Linked DNA regions of Mus musculus: region 2 is linked to region 1. The links are chromatin contacts, called in public HiChIP or PLAC-seq maps. All regions are on one chromosome and are shown on one strand. The core of a region is the stretch at or near the end of the contact, and the rest is flanking DNA. Distances in the headings are between cores, read along the strand shown.

What was found. HiChIP or PLAC-seq counts read pairs in DNA pulled down with a chosen protein or histone mark.
Region 2: a contact with region 1 is called in an H3K4me3 HiChIP or PLAC-seq map of stem cell-derived neural progenitor cells, with 7 times the contacts expected there. The contact joins two enhancer-like sites. A contact is called at or near these places in 1 of 39 promoter capture datasets (embryonic stem cells), 3 of 15 datasets of contacts at CTCF or cohesin (embryonic stem cells, pro-B cells and stem cell-derived epiblast-like cells), 33 of 484 Hi-C or Micro-C datasets (B cells, the C2C12 cell line, the G1E-ER4 cell line and 23 more), 19 of 115 datasets of contacts at active chromatin or transcription factors (the HPC-7 cell line, PVALB interneurons, bone marrow-derived dendritic cells and 10 more) and 2 of 9 other capture datasets (embryonic tail and macrophages).

Annotation. Positions count from the first base shown.
Region 1 is chrY:90,728,432-90,735,100 of GRCm38.p6, forward strand. No RefSeq gene overlaps it. Among named protein-coding and RNA genes, the nearest start is that of Gm52481, 11 kb to the right of the region's middle. Within about 2 kb of position 2,655, at least 13 of the 459 cell types and tissues checked have an H3K27ac peak or open chromatin away from gene starts, as enhancers often do. A contact at or near this core is called in stem cell-derived neural progenitor cells, where this site is marked.
Region 2 is chrY:90,825,833-90,832,100 of GRCm38.p6, forward strand. No RefSeq gene overlaps it. Among named protein-coding and RNA genes, the nearest start is that of Gm33272, 35 kb to the left of the region's middle. Within about 2 kb of position 2,914, at least 11 of the 459 cell types and tissues checked have an H3K27ac peak or open chromatin away from gene starts, as enhancers often do. A contact at or near this core is called in stem cell-derived neural progenitor cells, where this site is marked.

The DNA.
Region 1 (6,669 bases), core at 1,405-3,904:
CCTCTGGGATTAAATTAGAACCCGCAAAACTCGTGGAGATAGAATGTCACTGAGATATTTGAGTTTTATTTTAAGATTTGTCATTTATTTTTCTTTTCAGTTTCAATGTTAATTTTTGTATTTTTGACTGTTGAACATTTTAATTTTGTAATTTTTTAATACACATTCCAATTTTGGATGGTTTTTTTCAATGCTTTATATTTTTTCTAATTATTTTTTTTATTTTATCTTTACAAATCTTTAAAAGTTTTTTATTATTTGGTTTTTAGACACAGGGTTTCTCTGTGTAGCCCTGGCTGTCCCGCAATGTGCTCTGGAGACCAGGCTGACCTCGGATTCAGAGATCTGCCTGCGTCTGTGTCCCCAGGGCTGGGATGGAAGGCCTGGGCCACCACGCCCGGATTTTTACCAGGGGAACTTGTCGGTTTAAATCAGCACCTTGGAAACTCGTGCAGGTTTCTGTCTGTCTCTCTGTCCCCGCCCTTCTCCTTCCTTCTTCCACTTTCTTCCACCCGGGGACCAAGCCTGAGTCCGTGGCCCCCGCAGCTCGTGTCTCTGTCCTCTCTCTGTCCCCCGCCTCCCTACCTTCTCTGCCTCATGGGGACGAATCTGGGACCCGAATCCCAGCCCGGGCTCCCGACGAGGGGTGTGACTTCCTCAGTGACGTCCCCGGGCAGGCGGCATCTCAGGTCCGCGTCCCCTGCTCCCTTTGCGCCTGTAGAAGTGTAGGGAGATGAGCCTCTCTCTGACTCTTTGAATTGATTTTTGTTTTGTCTCTGGTGCTCCACCATTTAAATGAGGCCCTCAGGTAACTCACAGAGATTTTAACCAGGACCCAGGGAGCTCGCACAGATTTGCATAATGAGGCTCACAGAGATGCAAATTTGCAGAAACTTTAAAATGCGAGGCTCAGATTTGCACAATGAGGAGCTCAGATGCTCTGGCGCCACCCAGTGGCCACAGGACGTCAGTGCAACCTTGCGATTTTTTATTGTTGGTTTTCTTCAAGAGGAGGTATTTTTCTTTACTCTAATTATCTTCAATTCTAATTATCTTTACTTAATAGAGAGAGACAGACAGAGAGACAGGGAGACAGAGACACAGACATACAGAGACAAAAAATTTTTTTCGAGACAGGGTTTTTTGTTTTGAATTTTTGACTGTTGAATATTTTTATTTTGTAATTTTTAAATAAACATTCCAATTTTGGGGGGTTTTGTCAATGCTTTATATTTTTTTCTAATTATTCTTTAAAAATTTTATCTTTACAAATCTTTAAAAGATTTTTATTATTTGGTTTTTAGACACAGGTGTTTTGATTTCTGATGGTGTTTTGGATTTCTTCAGGATCTGTTGTCATGTCTCCCTTTTCAGTTCTGATTTTGTTAATTAGGATTTTGTCCCTGTGCCCTCTAGTGAGTCTAGCTAAGGGTTTATCTATCTTGTTGATTTTCTCAAAGAACCAACTCCTCGTTTGGTTAATTCCTTGAATAGTTCTTCTTGTTTCCACTTGGTTGATTTCACCCCTGAGTTTGATTATTTCCTGCCATCTGTCTACTCCTCTTGGGTGAGTTTGCTTCCTTTTTTTCTAGAGCTTTTAGATGTGTTGTCAAGCCGCTATTGCCGTTTTTTTATTGTTGTTTTCATTCAAGACTAGGCATTTTTCTTTTCGCGACTTATCTTCACCTTTTATTTTTGAGTGTGAAATTCAAGGTTTAATTTAGAACCTGGGAATTTGTGCGGGTTTAAGTCAGGATGCAGGCGAACTCGTGTGGGATTAAATTAGAACCCGCAAAACTCGTGGAGATAGAACGTCACTGAGATATTTGAGATTTTTTTCGAAGATTTGGCATTTTTTTTTCTTTTCTGATGACTTTTCAGATTTAATTTTTTGGAGGTTAAACGATTATTTATCTGCCTGTTTCTTTCTTTTTGGATTTTTATTTTTAGTTTCTTTTTAGGTTTTTAGAGAAAGGGTTTCTCTAAGCTCGCTCTTCTGGGATCTTCTTTAATTTCTTTCTTCAGAGACTTGAAGTTTTTATCATACAGATCTTTCACCTCCTTAGTTAGCATTATGCCAAGATATTTTATACTATTTGTAACTATTGAGAAGGGTGTTGTTTCCCTAATTTCTTTCTCAGCCTGTTTATTCTTTGTGTAGAGAAAGGCCATTGACTTGTTTGAGTTAATTTTATATCCAGCTACTTCGGCGAAGCTGTTTATCAGGCTTAGGAGTTCTCTGGTGGAATTTTTAGGGTCACTTATATACACTATCATATCATCTGCAAAAAGTGATATTTTGACTTCCTCTTTTCCAATTTGTATCCCCTTGATCTCCTGTTGTTGTGGAATTGCTCTGGCTAATACTTCAAGTACTATGTTGAAGAGGTAGGGAGAGAGTGGGCAGCCTTGTCTAGTCCCTGATTTTAGTGGGATTGCTTCCAGCTTCTCTCCATTTACTCTGATGCTGGCTCCTGGTTTGCTGTAGATTGCTTTTATCATGTTTAGCTGTGGGCCTTGAATTCCTGATTCCTGTCCGTGGCCCGAGCAGCTCTGGTCTCTGTCCTCTCTCTGTCCCCCCCGCCTCCCTACCTTCTCTGCCTCATGGGGACGAATCTGGGACCCGAATCCCAGCCCGGGCTCCCGACGAGGGGTGTGGCTTCCTCAGTGGCGTCCCCGGGCAGGCGGCATCTCAGGTCCGCATCCCCTGCTCCCTTTGCGCCTGTAGAAGTGTAGGGAGATGAGCCTCTCTCTGACTCTTTGAATTGATTTTTGTTTTGTGTCTGGTCCTCCACCATTTAAATGAGGCCCTCAGGTAACTCACAGAGACTTTAACCAGGACCCAGGGAGCTCGCACAGATTTGCATAATGAGGCTCACAGAGATGCAAATTTGCAGAAACTTTGAAATGCGAGGCTTAGATTTGCACACTGAGGCGCTCAGATGCTCTGGCGCCACCCAGTGGCCACAGGACGTCAGTGCAACCTTGCCATTGTTTATGGTTGGTTTTATTCAAGACGAGGTATTTTTCTTTTCTCTAATTATCTTCACTTCTAATTATCTTTACTTAACAGAGAGACAGACAGACAAAGACAGGGAGACAGAGAGACAGGGAGACAGAGACACAGACATACAGAGACAAAAAATTTTTTTCGAGACAGGGTTTTTTGTTTTGAATTTTTGACTGTTGAATATTTTTATTTTGTAATTTTTAAATAAACATTCCAATTTTGGGGGATTTTGTCAATGCTTTATATTTTTTCTAATTATTTTTTTTTAATTTTATCTTTACAAATCTTTAAAAAATTTTATTATTTGGTTTTTAGGCACAGGTGTTTTGATTTCTGATGGTGTTTTGGATTTCTTCCGGATCTGTTGTCATGTCTCCCTTTTCAGTTCTGATTTTGTTAATTAGGATTTTGTCCCTGTGCCCTCTAGTGAGTCTAGCTAAGGGTTTATCTATCTTGTTGATTTTCTCAAAGAACCAGCTCCTGGTTTGGTTAATTCCTTGAATAGTTCTTCTTGTTTCCACTTGGTTGATTTCACCCCTGAGTTTGATTATTTCCTGCCATCTGTCTACTCCTCTTGGGTGAGTTTGCTTCCTTTAGTTCTAGAGCTTTTAGATGTGTTGTCAAGCCGCTATTGCCGTATTTTTATTGTTGTTTTCATTCAAGACTAGGTATTTTTCTTTTCGCGACTTATCTTCACCTTTTATTTTTGAGTGTGAAATTCAAGGTTTAATTTAGAACCTGGGAATGTGTGCAGGTTTAAATCAGGATGCAGGCGAACTCGTGTGGGATTAAATTAGGAATCAGGGAATCTGTGCAGGTTTAAATTAGGATGCAGGGAATCTGTTTTTTGGTTTTTATGCAAGATCTGTGTTCTCTGTGCTTCACCGTGAGACTCTGTCTCTGGCGCCACCCAGTGGCGACAGGACGTCAGTGCAGGCTTGCAATTTTTTATTGTTGTTTTTATTCAAGACTAGGTATTTTTCTTTTCTCTAATTATCTTCACCTTCTATTTTTGAGTGTGAAATTAATGGTTTAATTTAGAACCCAGTAATTTGTGCAGGTTTAAATTAGAACCCGCAAAACTCGTGGAGATAGAAAGTCACTACGATATTTGAGTTTTATTTGAAGATTTGTCATTTTTCTTCAGTTTTAATTTTAATTTTTATTTTTGTATTTTTTTCACTGTTGAACATTTTAATTTTGTAATTTTTAACCCCGGAGACACCCGTGCTCGCGAGACTTGGTTTTTTCCCCAATTATTCTTATTTTAGTTGAGTTTTTATTTTTAGTTTCTTTTCAGGTTTTTGGAGAAAGGGTTTCTCTAAGCTGGCTCTGTATAGCAGGCTGGCCTGGGACTCAGAGATCCACCTGGCTCTGTCTCTGGAGGGTAGGTAGGGATTAGAGGCCTGGTGGCTTTGGGACAGACTTGGTTTCTCTCAGCCACCACGCCCGGGTTTTTACCAGGGAACTTGTACAGGTTTAAATCAGCACCTTGGAAACTCGTGCAGGTTTAAATTAGGAATCAGGGAATCTGTGCAGGGTTAAATTAGAACCCGCGAAACTCGTGTAGATAGAAGGTCCCTGCGACATTTGAGATTTTTTTTCAAACCCTTGAGAAGACTTTTTGCTATCCTAGGTTTTTTGTTATTCCAGATAAATTTGCAAATTGCTCCTTCTAATCCGTTGAAGAATTGAGTTGGAATTTTGATGGGGATTGCATTGAATCTGTAGATTGCTTTTGGCAAGATAGCCATTTTTACAATGTTGATCCTGCCAATCCATGAGCATGGGAGATCTTTCCATCTTCTGAGATCTTCTTTAATTTCTTTCTTCAGAGATTTGAACTTTTTAATCATACAGATCTTTCACTTCCTTAGTTAACGTTACGCCAAGATATTTTATATTATTTGTGACTATTGAGAAGGGTGTTGTTTCCCTAACTTCTTTCTCAGCCTGTTTATTCTTTGTGTAGAGAAAGGCCATTGACTTGTTTGAGTTAATTTTATATCCAGCTACTTCACCGAAGCTGTTTATCAGGTTTAGGAGTTCTCTGGTGGAATTTTTGGGTCACGTATACATATTATCATATCATCTGCAAAAAGTGATATTTTGACTTCCTCTTTTCCAATTTGTATCCCCTTGATCTCCTGTTGTTGTCTAATTGCTCTGGCTAATACTTCAAGTACTATGTTGAAGAGGTAGGGAGAGAGTGGGCAGCCTTGTCTAGTCCCTGATTTTAGTGGGATTGCTTCCAGCTTCTCTCCATTTACTTTGATGTTGGCTCCTGGTTTGCTGTAGATTGCTTTTATCATGTTAGGTATGGGCCTTGAATTCCTGATCTTTCCAAAACTAGTGCAGGTTTAAATTAGGAATCAGATTCCAAAACTAGTGCAGGTTTAAATTAGAACCCGTGAAACTCGTGGAGATAGAACGTCACTGTGAAATTTGAGATTTTTTTTCGAAGATTTGGCATATTTTTTTTCTTTTCTGATGACTTTTCAGATTTAATTTTTTGGAGGTTAAACGATTATTTATCTGCCTGTTTCTCTCTTTTTGGATTTTTATTTTTAGTTTCTTTTCAGGTTTTTGGAGAAAGGGTTTCTCTAAGCTCGCTCTGTAGAGCAGGCTGGCCTGGGACTCAGAGATCCACCTGGCTCTGTCTCTGGAGGGTAGGTAGGGATTAGAGGCCTGGTGGCTTTGGGACAGACTTGGTTTCTCTCAGCCACCACGCCCGGGTTTTTACCAGGGAACTTGTGTAGGTTTAAATCAGCACCTTGGAAACTCGTTAGGATGCAGGGGAATTTTTGTGAAATTCTTTTTTGAATTTTTAGAATTCAATTCTTTGAATTGATTTCTGTTTTGTGTCTGGGCTTCACACTGAGAGGGTTGCTCTGGTGCTCCACCATTTAAATGAGGCGCTCAGGTAACTCACAGAGACTTTAACTAGGACCCAGTGAACTCGCACAGATTTGCATTATGAGGCACACAGAGATGCAAATTCACATAAACATTAAAATGCGACGCTCAGATTTGCACACTGAGGCACTCAGATGCTCTGGCGCCACCCAGTGGCCCCAGGACGTCAGTGCAACCTTGCGATTGTTTATTGTTGTTGTTGTTTATTGTTGTTGGTTTTATTCAAGACGAGGTATTTTTCTTTTCTCTAATTACCTTCACTTCTAATTATCTTTACTTCACAGAGAGACAGACAGAGAGACAGTCTGAGAGAGAGACAGAGATAGGGAGACAAACAGACAGAGAGACAGTCTGAGAGAGAGACAGAGATAGAGAGACAGAGACATAGACACAGAGTTAGAGACAGACAGATACGGAGTCAGACAGACACAGACAGACAGTTAGAGACAGACAGAGACAGAGAGACAGAGTCAGAGAGACAGACAGAGAGACAGTCCGAGAGAGAGACAGAGACAGAGAGACAGACAGACAGACAGACAGGGAGAAAGACATAGACAGAGAGTCAGACAGACAGACACAGACAGAGACAGACAGACAGAGTTAGAGACAGACAGAGACAGAGACAGAGAGACACACAAAGGGACAGCGAGACAGACAGAGACAGAGAGACAGACAGAGACAGACAGACAGAGTTAGAGACAGACAGAGATAGAGAGACAGAGACAGAGAGACAAACAGACAGA
Region 2 (6,268 bases), core at 1,664-4,163, 98 kb after region 1:
CAGACTCGGGCTTGGTCCCCGGGGAGAAGGAAGCAGGGAGAAGGAAGGAGAAGGGAGAACCAGGACAGGGGGACAGACAGACGCAGAGACCCGAGCTGCGCAGGCCACGGCAGAGACCAGGCAGGCCGGGATGGAAGAAGGAAGCAGGAGAAGGAAGAACCGGGACAGGGGGACAGACAGACGCAGAGACCCGAGCTGCGCGGGCCACGGCAGAGACCAGGCAGGCCGGGATGGAAGAAGGAAGCAGGAAGAAGGAAGAACCGGGACAGGGGGACAGGGGGACAGACAGACCCAGACTGCGCGGGACACGGACTCGGGCTTGGTCCCTGGGTGGAAGAAGGAAGGAGAAGGGAGGTTGACAGACAGAGACCGGGGGACGGCGAGACACACGGAAGCCGGGATGGTGCGTCTCGGTCGGATGCAGACTCGGGCTTGGTCCCCGGGGAGAAGGAAGCAGGGAGAAGGAAGGAGAAGGGAGAACCAGGACAGGGGGACAGACAGACGCAGAGACCCGAGCTGCGCGGGCCACGGCAGAGGCCAGGCAGGCCGGGATGGAAGAAGGAGAAGGGAGAACCAGGACAGGGGGACAGACAGACAGAGACCCGAGCTGCGCGGGCCATGGCAGAGACCAGGCAGGCCGGGATGGAAGAAGGAAGGAGAAGGGAGAACCAGGACAGGGGGACAGACAGACAGAGACCCGAGCTGCGCGGGCCACGGCAGAGACCAGGCAGGCCGGGATGGAAGAAGGAGAAGGGAGAACCAGGACAGGGGGACAGGGGGACAGACAGACACAGAGACCCGAGCTGCGCGGGCCACGGCAGAGACCAGGCAGGCCGGGATGGAAGAAGGAGAAGGGAGAACCAGGACAGGGGGACAGGGGGACAGACAGACACAGAGACCCGAGCTGCGCGGGCCACGGCAGAGGCCAGGCAGGCCGGGATGGAAGAAGGAAGCAGGAAGAAGGAAGAACCGGGACAGGGGGACAGGGGGACAGACAGACCCAGACTGCGCGGGACACGGACTCGGGCTTGGTCCCTGGGTGGAAGAAGGAAGGAGAAGGGAGGGAGACAGACAGAGACCGGGGGACGGCGAGACACACGGAAGCCGGGATGGTGCATCTCGGTCGGATGCAGACTCGGGCTTGGTCCCCGGGGAGAAGGAAGCAGGGAGAAGGAAGGAGAAGGGAGAACCAGGACAGGGGGACAGACAGACGCAGAGACCCGAGCTGCGCAGGCCACGGCAGAGACCAGGCAGGCCGGGATGGAAGAAGGAAGCAGGAGAAGGAAGAACCGGGACAGGGGGACAGACAGACGCAGAGACCCGAGCTGCGCGGGCCACGGCAGAGACCAGGCAGGCCGGGATGGAAGAAGGAAGCAGGAAGAAGGAAGAACCGGGACAGGGGGACAGGGGGACAGACAGACCCAGACTGCGCGGGACACGGACTCGGGCTTGGTCCCTGGGTGGAAGAAGGAAGGAGAAGGGAGGTTGACAGACAGAGACCGGGGGACGGCGAGACACACGGAAGCCGGGATGGTGCATCTCGGTCGGATGCAGACTCGGGCTTGGTCCCCGGGGAGAAGGAAGCAGGGAGAAGGAAGGAGAAGGGAGAACCAGGACAGGGGGACAGACAGACGCAGAGACCCGAGCTGCGCAGGCCACGGCAGAGACCAGGCAGGCCGGGATGGAAGAAGGAAGGAGAAGGGAGAACCAGGACAGGGGGACAGACAGACGCAGAGACCCGAGCTGCGCGGGCCACGGCAGAGACCAGGCAGGCCGGGATGGAAGAAGGAAGCAGGAGAAGGAAGAACCGGGACAGGGGGACAGACAGACGCAGAGACCCGAGCTGCGCGGGCCATGGCAGAGACCAGGCAGGCCGGGATGGAAGAAGGAAGGAGAAGGGAGAACCAGGACAGGGGGACAGACAGACGCAGAGACCCGAGCTGCGCGGGCCACGGCAGAGACCAGGCAGGCCGGGATGGAAGAAGGAAGCAGGAGAAGGAAGAACCGGGACAGGGGGACAGACAGACGCAGAGACCCGAGCTGCGCGGGCCACGGCAGAGACCAGGCAGGCCGGGATGGAAGAAGGAAGCAGGAAGAAGGAAGAACCGGGACAGGGGGACAGGGGGACAGACAGACCCAGACTGCGCGGGACACGGACTCGGGCTTGGTCCCTGGGTGGAAGAAGGAAGGAGAAGGGAGGTTGACAGACAGAGACCGGGGGACGGCGAGACACACGGAAGCCGGGATGGTGCATCTCGGTCGGATGCAGACTCGGGCTTGGTCCCCGGGGAGAAGGAAGCAGGGAGAAGGAAGGAGAAGGGAGAACCAGGACAGGGGGACAGACAGACGCAGAGACCCGAGCTGCGCGGGCCATGGCAGAGACCAGGCAGGCCGGGATGGAAGAAGGAAGGAGAAGGGAGAACCAGGACAGGGGGACAGACAGACACAGAGACCCGAGCTGCGCGGGCCACGGCAGAGACCAGGCAGGCCGGGATGGAAGAAGGAAGCAGGAGAAGGGAGAACCAGGACAGGGGGACAGACAGACACAGAGACCCGAGCTGCGCGGGCCACGGCAGAGACCAGGCAGGCCGGGATGGAAGAAGAAGGGAGAACCAGGACAGGGGGACAGACAGACACAGAGACCCGAGCTGCGCGGGCCACGGCAGAGACCAGGCAGGCCGGGATGGAAGAAGGAAGCAGGAGAAGGAAGGAGAAGGAAGGAGAAGGGAGAGCCGGGGGCTGCGGGACTCGTGGAAGCCGGGATGGGTCCCTCGATGGCGGACGCCGACGCCAGGCAGCCCCGGGTGGAAGGGAGGAGGAGGAGGAGGAGGAGGAGGAGGAGAGACTTAGAGTCAGACAGAGGGACAGAGAGAGACTTAGACACATAGACAGAGAGACAGAGAGAGGCTCTGTCCCTGCACTTCTACAGGTACAACCTGGAGCGGCGGCCGCGGACCTGAACCCCCGTCTGCCCGGGGACGCCGCCGACACGGCCGCACCGCAGGTCTGGAACCGCGGCTGGCCTTCGGGTCCCAGATCCGTCCCCACGAGGCAGAGAACCGGGGGTGCACTTGCGCGTTTTTCGCCACCGGGTGGCCCCGGAGATCGGCGCTGGGCCCTAGACGCACTACAGCTCCCATGAGCGCCTGGGCTCGACTTCCTGTCCAAAATGGAGGCACTTCCTGTATCTCACAAAGTACAACCTCCCGGGGACCGACCGATGGAAAGCGCGACCGCCTCGCCGGGTCGGATCCGCCAGCCTGGCCGGCTTCCCCTCACCCTGGCCGGGATGAAGCAGGCAGATCCGACCCCTTTGGTGGAAGTTTTTTCCCGGCGTGCTCTCTGTCGCCACCCGGTGGTGACAGAGGAGAATGCGGTGGTCGTGACCTTTCGATTTTCTTTTTTTCAAAGGACACTTGTTTTTGGTTTCCGTGAGCGTTGATTATTTTTGAAAGCATCTACGTGCACGTTCGTTTTTCTTTTATTCTCGTTGATGGCTCACCACTCTTTGCATATGTGTGAACCCAGAATATGTCAACCTATATATACATTAAACATGTGAAAGTGTGTGTGTGTTTGTGTGTGTGTGTGTGTGTGTGTGTGTGTGTAGTAAAATAAAATAGGACGTTTTCTATTCTTGTCATTCTTAATATTTTGTTATGATTTATCTTTGTATATTTATACTAATTGGAAGCAACAATTACTTTAACTTAATATCTCTTAATATCAATCGACTCAATTCCCCAATAAAAAGAAATAGACACACACACACACACACACACACACACACACACACACACACACACACAACTAGTTAGACAAATCCTGGTCATGTACCCAAAGGACTCCATATCCTAACATAGAGATACTTGCTCAGCCATATGTCATAGATAGAATCAAAGATGGAATAATAGCACGAGTCCTTTCCCTGATTGTGGCCGTAGTTCACATGTACAGTTTTTACAGCCCATCCTCTAATTGGTTGTATTTGCATAACTATAGATATCGAACCTTAGATAGCAAAGATATTCAGTAATCAATCTGCACTTCTGCCCCAATTCTGGAACGACAACAACCAAACAAGACGTTATATCGATATCACTTATGGATCTTTCATAAAGACAGAACTATGCTTACCTTTATTCAGGTGCACATCTAAGTTCAAGGATTTTAAGCAATGTGATCTAGTCTTTCACTCACTGGAAGAGCATGGGCTGGTTCTAATTCTAAAGAGCTTCACATAGGAGCAGAGAGCAACCACACTTAAGTAACACAATAGCCTGAGTAGAAGTCAACTCAGTATTTCTCCATCACATTACCATCGAGGAGTCAGGGTACAAACAGGAAAGAATGCCACTTACCAGAGTGACAAGTGCAAGTGAAAGTAAGAAAGGAAGAAAGAAGTGGGGACCAATGAAATTGTCCAGGCATTAAAGGGTTTGACTTACAAGCATGAGGACCCAAGTTTGATCCCTAGAACCTAAGTTTCTAAAACAAATCACAAGTCAGGGTGGTTCATGCTTGTAATCTCTGCGCCAAGGAGAGCAGGTAGGCCCTCACTGACCGTTTAGGCTAGCATACTTGATAAGTTCCAGGCCAATGAGAAACCCTGACCACCAAAGAAAAAAAGGTAGATGGTGGGATGGTGTCTGAGAGATGACAACAAGGTTGTCCTTAGGCTTCCACATGCACACATCTCAACCAGTCCACAGAAATGAAGACACACAGAGAGGAAAGGGGGTACGATTTGCCTGAAAGCTTATGGAATTTAATGAGTAGCCAGGACTTGAACTTGTCCTATAGATTTCAGAAGTACTGTCTTTAAAAATTCCAGTATTTGGGAGGGTCGGGGAGCAGGGCGGGGGGGGGGTGGGGGAAGGTAGAGGGGACTTTCGGGATAGCATTTGAAATGTAAATGAAGAAAATATCTAATAAAAAAGGATTTGGGGATATCAGCTTATTTTATGTCATTCAATGGTGTTGATGATGGTACATTCCCCAGCACAATAAAGCTAAGCTTTCAAATACACTCAGCTTAAAAGCTTCTCTTTTATGTAAATATTGGAGATTCCGTGTAAGGTTTAAAATATTTTGTGTTCATAAAGGTTGTGATTTTACTTATGAGCTCCCTCTTCATGATTGGAAATTTAAAACTGGTTACTGAGAAGTAAGTCTGTTGGCCAATTTTTCAAGCTCTAAATTTCTGCAGTATTTAGGACTAACAAGAGAGGTGTTTTTCCTTGCCTAAACCATCCGTTTTAACTGTTGGTCACTTAAGTGCTGATGAATATGGTATATGGAGAAAGAAAAGTTAGAGAATGGAAGTTGAAAGGATTGGCTCTCGGGTTCATGCCTCAGACCCTTTCCTTTTGGCACTAAATGATACTTCTGTCTTTTATGCTGCTCAGGCGCAGCATGCAACGTGAAGGCGACTGCAAGTTGCAGAACCTTGACCTTTCTCATCTACTGAAACTGCATTTGTTTGTACCTTGTTGATTAGACAATATGGGAAATAATAGTGAAGATGCATGATGTTTTCGTTATTTCATAGCAAAGCGAATATGAATAAAAGGATGAAAAATAGAATGTTCATGTGCCATATTTTATTTTTATGATGCGATGGCACTTGATGTTTGGAATAATAAGAAAGAATTATTTCTCTTCAGTAAAAACAAATCACCTGTGCTTTAAGGTAAATCCTATAAATGGTTTATGTATCGCGTGATTATTTCATCCCATTTCAGCAAGTTACTTCTCAAAGCATTAGTGTCTGGTTTGCATTATGGCTGGTAATGTTTTCAGAACTAATGCCATGTTCCTAATGCAATTTTAGTATGACTGGAATTTACAAAATATTATTCATTGTAATGTGATGTAAAATTATATCCTATCATGTATAGTAATTTTCAGATGGGAAATAAATTCAAGAAACTTACCACCAGATTATTTATTTCCAGGGATCAGATATTGTTCTAGTTAAGATACTCATTAAAAAAAAAATTACTCAATTAATTGTGGCCATTTTAAAAACAGTCGTACATACCATTAGAAGTAATTCTTAACAAAATTTAAGAGTATCTATTTACCTGCTGCTTTGTAAATCCTTTGGAGTGGAAGTAAGTGTATTCTAAGTAAGTACTAGGTAATTATTTATGAGTAGAAAAATGGCAGGAACAGTATCTACTATTACATTTATCCTAATTGTTAATATTCTCAAAGAATACTTTTTAAAAAGGAATTCCAAGTTATTTTGTGATAATTGACTGAG